2 separate regions of the Hordeum vulgare genome follow, and region 2 is linked to region 1. The links are chromatin contacts, called in public Hi-C maps. All regions are on one chromosome and are shown on one strand. The core of a region is the stretch at or near the end of the contact, and the rest is flanking DNA. Distances in the headings are between cores, read along the strand shown.

What was found. Hi-C and Micro-C count contacts between places; a contact is called where the count stands out from the background.
Region 2: a contact with region 1 is called in a Hi-C map of leaf, with 8 times the contacts expected there. The contact joins the promoter of LOC123429591 here to the promoter of LOC123429570 in region 1. A contact is called at or near these places in 4 of 6 Hi-C or Micro-C datasets (leaf and seedling).

What each region holds. Positions count from the first base shown.
Region 1 is chr1H:234,680,295-234,683,714 of MorexV3_pseudomolecules_assembly, reverse strand. LOC123429570 (DNA polymerase epsilon catalytic subunit A-like) reads left to right here and starts at 1,804. Exons shown (of 49, transcript XM_045113602.1): 1 at 1,804-2,222; 2 at 2,801-2,866; 3 at 2,966-3,025; 4 at 3,166-3,261. The coding sequence starts at 1,992.
Region 2 is chr1H:235,657,104-235,660,695 of MorexV3_pseudomolecules_assembly, reverse strand. It overlaps LOC123429591 (RNA-binding protein 39-like), which reads left to right and starts at 1,684. Exons shown (of 13, transcript XM_045113621.1): 1 at 1,684-2,402. The coding sequence starts at 1,801.

The DNA of each region.
Region 1 (3,420 bases), core at 555-3,054:
ACTCGTGTGCGAGAAATCAAGTTGTCAAAAATTATTTAAAAATGCAAGTTGTCTAACCACGAGTCAAATGCTCGCTTTCCGCATGAAACCCCATAATTCCTTATTGATATATTGCATGAGTAGATAGTTATCCTAAAGTCTTGCTGAGTACCTCCGTACTCATGTTTTCTTAATAATTGTTGCAGAGGTTGTTAATGACCCTAATGGAGGGTTCTTCCTAGATATCGACGACGACGAGTAGCTGGTATCCCAGCTACGATCTGACCCTAGGGTGGGTCTGTAGTATAGTCAGGCCACGTGCCTTCTAGTTTCATCTCTATGTATTCAGACAGTTTAATTACTTCCGCTGGCTTGTAACTTGAATGACTGTTATGATGGGTCGTGAGACCCCTACTGTGTAATATTATCTGTGCGGCTCTTCCGAGCCACTTAAATAAAGCTTGTATGTTTATGGTTATGTTGTGATGCCATCGATGTATCTATACATATCGGTATGCCATGCGTACGTGTGTCTTACTTGATATGTATGGGGTTCGATTACCTAGCCGTAGACTTTAGTAGCATTCCTTACAGGGAAATGCCCCTTTGTGATCCAACGAGCCATGGTAGCTCGCTACTGCTCCGGACACATTGGTTGACCGACGTGTGTCCTTCTTAGCTGCTGTGTCTATCCCCTTGGGGAAATGTTACGCGATGTAATGCAGTCCTTGTAGCTTGCTACTACTCGTCTACATTCGCTGGTGACCGACACCTGCTTTGCTGGGTCATGTATGCCTGTCCCTGTGCGGAACTGCCACTTTGGTTTATGACTAGACATGTCGATCCGGGTCTTTGTCATCGGATTGCTAGCGACACAAGTGCATACGCGAGTCAAAAGGCGCAAACGGTCCCGGCTAAGGTAAGCTTGCAGCCGTGGGGTTAACCGTGCGTGAGACCGCAAAGAGATGCGATGTGTTACAGGCTGGATTCCTATGACTTAGGATCGGGATCCCGACAACCACCTACAACTCGGCAAAAGGGGCAAGCCATTACCTACAAAAGAACGGTGATCAATAAGAACTCATTCCACATCAGAATTGAAAGTTGACATTTGATCGTGTTGGAAGCCCCACCCGTAATTTCCCCTGAAATCTCAATTTCCCGGAAATATAATGGGAAAAACGAAAACAGGAAAACAGGAAACAACAGGGCGATTTACTAGGGACAACCACACCGACACGACCACGACGGAAAAGGTCACGACACCGGGACGGACGCCGGCAGGACAACCACAGCGAGACGCACGGCCGCAACACGGCCACAACACGGCCACAACACGGCCACAACGGGACGTACGCCGGCAGGACGATCACAACGGAACGAATGACGGTAGCGAACGTCGGTCGCGAGACGGGACGAAGCAAATCTGAACAAATAGATCGAAGGATTATTAGAAAACCTAAATTGTTCAGGGGCTTAATTGCAAAAAGGGAAAACCAGAAAAACGAAAACCAGAAATAACGGGACTCTTCCCTGCGCGACAAGTGTCACGCGCGGAGCACTGTTGAAAGGTCTCCAACGCGCTCAGAACGCGACACTTGTCGCGTGAAGGATACACCCCGCCTAACCGTTGCGAGGTGTACTTCCTGACTAGTGATTTCGGATTTTGGGAATAGTTTCGAATTAAAATCTGCTGGGCCAAGGCCTGCTAAGGGAAGGAGTAGGGATTGCACGTGCGGTGGTTAGGAAGCGGGAAAAAAGGAAAAGTAGCCCGCCAAAAACCAAAACGGCAGCGCGGCCAAATACGCGCCTCCTCCAGAAAAAAAAAGGAAAAAAAAAACTCACGTCGCAAACCCCATCGCGCGGTTCGCTCCAATCCCCGTCTCCCCGCCGCCACAGCGCCTCTCGCCGTTCGCTGGCGCCCCTGGTCCAGCCCGTTCCCTCCGCCATTCAAGAAGCTCCATCCCGGCCGGCGACCCCCCCTCTCCCCAGCTTACCGAGGGCAGCCGAGCATGAGCGGCGGTGATGGCCGGCGACGGAGACCGTCGGCCGGAGGAGGTGGAGGCGGCGGTGGCGGTGGCGGCGGCGGCGGCGGCAGCTGGGGCGGTCGGAGGTCTGGATCTTCGGCGGCAAAGGAGCAGCGGCTACGGCTGGGCGCGGAGGAACTCCTCGAGGGCCGGCTTGGCTTCGCGCCCTACACCCAAGGCGACCGCCGGCTTGGCTGGCTCCTCACCTTCTCCCCCGTGAGTTCCCTCTAGATCCCGCCGCTCTAGCTTCAATTTCGCGTCGACCGTATTATGGAATTAGCAGCTGTCTGCAGAGTCTGTTAAATACTGCCTCTGTAAACAAATATAAAATCATTTAGATCACTAAAATAGTGATCTAAACGCTCTTATATTTCATTACGGAAGAAGTACTTCTCATTTCAAGCGCAGTCGCTTGAGAAATTGACAGATCAGTAGGGTGTGTAGACCACCCAGGTAATGCAGAGTGTGAAATCATGGAAGGAATTGTTTACTTCCATTATCTATTTTTTTGTACTTCAAGTCCACAGTGTTGAGTGGTGAGTCTGCTTCTACTGTCGGTATAGTGAAATGTCGTCTCTGACAGCAACTTAAAGTAACAATGAAATTACTTGAAGCTGCAGAATTTCCATGGTTCCACAAGAATGAACAACTATTTTTCAAAGCAAAATTTTGTGCATTATACAAGTGAATTAACTGATAAAATATCTGAAAAGCACGCATAATGCTGCTGCCATATTTTAACTGATAAAATAGGCTTTCTTATGTGATTTCTTACACTGCAATAACACCTGCAGTCATCATGGGAGGACGAGGATACAGGGAAAATCTACAGCTGTGTTGACCTGTACTTTGTGTCCCAGGTAAACAAAGCGCAACTACACTAACACTGTTTGACCTTCTTGCCCCCCAAAAAAACACTGTTTGACTTGCCATGTCTAATTGTTTATGCTTTTGTGCAGGATGGTTCTACATTTAAAGTGAAGTACAAGTTCCCACCTTATTTTTATGCTGCAACTAAGGTGAGCTTAAGATTTTCTGAGGGATCTGTTCTCGTATCCCATCAAAGTATAGATGTCACAAAGTCACAATATTTCTGTGAACTTTCCTGATGAATCTGTTCCTTGTCTGATATTCTATTTTTGTGAATTGAAATGTTCAGGAGAAGACGGAGTTGGAAGTTGAGGCATATCTCAGGCGACGTTATGAAGGGGAAATCGCTGATATAGAAATAATTGAAAAAGAGGATCTGGATCTTGTACGTCCCTTAATATGCATCCTTAATTCAGTATATCCTTTTGTATGCATCAGAAAATGCAATAATTGTGATGAGTTTGGTTCTATGTTCAGATTCAGTAGCTGTCCTTTTTCTTACCTTAGTTGCTTGTTACAGTAGACTGAGGTTCACACGCTAAGT
Region 2 (3,592 bases), core at 435-2,934, 980 kb before region 1:
TCATCAACAATATCTATTTCTATTGCAACCAAATGTCTCCATCTGTAATATTGGAAACATTAAGACAACACACTCTTTATGTCTCATAGGAGCATAAACTGAATCTTTTTAAACATCAAGTCAATTATTTTAGTTTTCTTGTTCCAATACAACATGAGCTGAACTTTTCGACATGAACTTTTCTGAAATTTTAAGGCTGAAAATTCTGAACATTTTTAACACACACGTTGTAGGACAAGGATACAAATTCAAGACATTTTTACAGCATTGTAACACACACACATTATAGGACAATGATACATCATTGTAACACACATTTTCTGAACATTTTCACAACACCCTAGTGATTTATTTTCTGAGCGGAGACTACCATGCTCAAGTTAAAAAACCAGGGAATCACAAGCATTGCTTCATATTTTTGACAGCAGAAGGTTAATTTTGCACAACGACATTGCAACACAAGATATATTTACAGAGGAACTCACCGAATTTGCATAGAAACCGTAGGTCGGATTTTCTGGGAAGAACATGGTTGGATTTCTGTAGCAGGATCCATCGGATCTTTGAGCAAAAGTTGAAGTTGAAGCAAGCATGTCTTTATAGATGTGTCGTGTCATGATGGTCCAAACAGTCGAGAGGGGGGGGGGCTCCCATACCGCGATTCGCTGCACGCGAGAGAGATCTGCCGGTGGAGCAGGGGCGGAATGACGACAGAGGTTGGCAGGCGGGAGGGTGAAGTCGCCGCAGGTCGCATCGCCGCCCGTGATCCGCGGGGGTTCAGGTGGGGACTTGTCTGTTCTTTCTTACCATTTCAATGCAACAATCCAGATGCTACGAAGGGCGTCGGTGCGCTGCTGCTCAGGTGGTGCGGTGCCGGGACTTAATCGAACGGTGGGGGCTCGTACGATCAGACGACTACTGAGACGGCTTACGATTGAAACAAATCAGCCGACAGATTTGTAGCAGCCGCCTAAAAAAATGCTAAACTTGTCTTTCTACTAATGCAACATGTTTTTTTCGTAGTACAAATGCAAGCGCTCATATATACGCGCATACACTCACATCTATGAACGTACATATGCACACACTATCTTTATGAGCATCTTCGAGAGATTGAACCGACATATCATCTTGAGATTTATCGTACACACCTCGTTGTCGACGTGAACGTCTATTTCCATTGAATGTAGATCGCCGAAAATCCTGAAATAAATTCAGAAATAGTGCAACCATCATGAGACCTTTATCCGTTTGAACATGTTATTAGGACCGACATCCTTGCACCTTGGCATGATACCGATCTAGGGTCTGTTTGGTTCCCAACCTAAGGTTGCGACGCCTAACCTTAGTCATGCCACAACATTTAAGACATGTGTTTGGTTCATTGTCATACCTGTGGCTTGCCACACTTTTCTAGTTATATAGTTCACATGTCATAGGCTCAACTTTTTGTCAAATTTTATCACACTTGTGGTGATCATTTTGTTATCCACACCTTTATGACAGCCACATTTTGCCTAAATTTAGTTATGACAAGCTTAGCCATGAACCAAACAGGTCCCTAGTTTTATCTAACGGCCATCAGCGCTGTAATCCAATGGTTAAAAATGGTCCGGCCGATGGGCGGCTAGTACTACTGGCCATTCCATTTTGATAGTACCTTGTCGTGGCTTCTGTATTCGTAGCAAAGACTAGCGGCCCAATCCCTCTAGGGTTTTTGTAGCTTTTGTTTCCCTCGTTCCTCTCGTGGAGTCGCCGTCTAGGGTTTCCGCTTCCTCCCCCATCCAGTCCCCCACCGCCATGGACTTTGACGAGTACGACTACTTGGAGAAGGCAGTCGAGCCGTCAGTCCCCTCAACCAACGGTGGGGGTGAGAAGGACCGCAGCTCGCGCCGCCGCTCCTCCACCGCCGGCGGCGGCGGTCGCGACCAAGAGGAGCGCGGATCGAAGCGTCCTCGCTCGGGAGAAGACCGCGAGCGGCACCGCAGCGGCCGTGAGCACCGCGACCGGGAAGACGGGAAGGAGAAGGCCGACCGCGAGAAGGTTAGGGAGAAGGACGAGGGCCGCGACCGCGAGAAGGTTAGGGAGAAGGACGGGGGCCGCAGCCGAGAGAAGGTTAGGGAGAAGGATGAGAGCCGCGACCCTGAGAAGGTTAGGGAGAAGGAAGAGAGCCGGGACCGAGAGAAGGTCAGGGAGAAGGATGGCAGCCGCGACCGTGAGAAGGTTAGGGAAAAGGAGCGGGAGGGTAGGGACAGGCTTATGGAGAGGGAAAATGGGAGGGAGCGGAGGAGCCGTAGCCGCTCAGAGCGGCGCCGTGGGGAGGAGGAGGAGATGGTGAGGGAGCTCCAGCGGGAGCGTGAACGCAGCGACCGCCACCGTGACTACAGAGACCGTGATTTCAGGTACAATCCCCTAGTACTATCGCTCTTGGAATATGGAGGTTAATTTTCTAGGCAGAAATCCATTGGCCCTGTTTGGTGTCCTGTGAAATTCCTACGACATCACTGTAAATTTTTGTTCCAGAGAATGAGCATACTTTATCCCTGTGAGATTTTTTACTCATATTTGTTTGTGTTAGATAAAAAATTGTGTGGTGTAAGAGCATCTCTAGCAGACCCCGTATAATGCCTGACCCGCAAAATAGCCGCCAAAATACGGGGCGGAAAATGCTGCCAGACCAGACCCCGCAAACCAGACCCCGCAAACGCGTCCGGCCCGTAATTTTTTTTGCGGGGCGCGGCAAAATCCCCTCCCCGACCCGCGAAAACACAGGTTTCCGCCTCGCCTATACGGTGCCCTGTATCCCAGGGAAACGGTTGGCGGGGCGGACCCGTGCCCTTTCCCCACCCCCTTCCGCCGCCGCCCGGCCATTGGTTCCGCCAGTCCGCCGCCGGCGATTTTGCCAAATCTGCGGGTTGAATCGCGCCGCCGGGGCGCCCCTGCCCTCTTCTACCGAGCCGCCGCACCGGCTCCCCCGGATCCGCCAATCCACCGCGGCGGGAGAGCCGCCGCCGGAGATGGAGTTGAGCCTGTGCGAGAAGTTTTTGCTCTAGGATTCATCCGATTCGGATGACTTAGATGTTGAAACGATGCTTCTCACATTTCGTCAGCAGAGTTTGGTAATGGCCCTTGCTGTGAAGGAGCACGAAGACGAGCACCGAAAGAGGCGGCGAGGATCGACTATCGGCCGTCTTTGCATTCCTCAAAATCGTCATCTCGGGAACGAGATGCTGATGCGAGACTACTTCGCCGCCAATCCAACATACTCGCCACACCTCTTTCGGAGAAGGTACCGTATGCGCAGATCCCTTTTTGTAAAAATTGTTCAAGCTTGCTAGGCCAATTGTTGATATTTTGCTCAAAGGAGGAATGCCGTGGGCTTGAAGGGATTTAGTGCATATCAAAAAATCTCGGCAGCTATGTGGGTAATTTCATACGGCGTTCTGGCTGACTATACCGATGAATACCTTCGCATTGGGGAAGATAGTACAATTGAGTCAGTGCGTAGGTTTGCCAAAGTGATCGTTCGTGTCTTTGGTCCTGAATATCTTCGGGCACCGAAAGAGGAGGACACAAAAAAATTGATGGCATT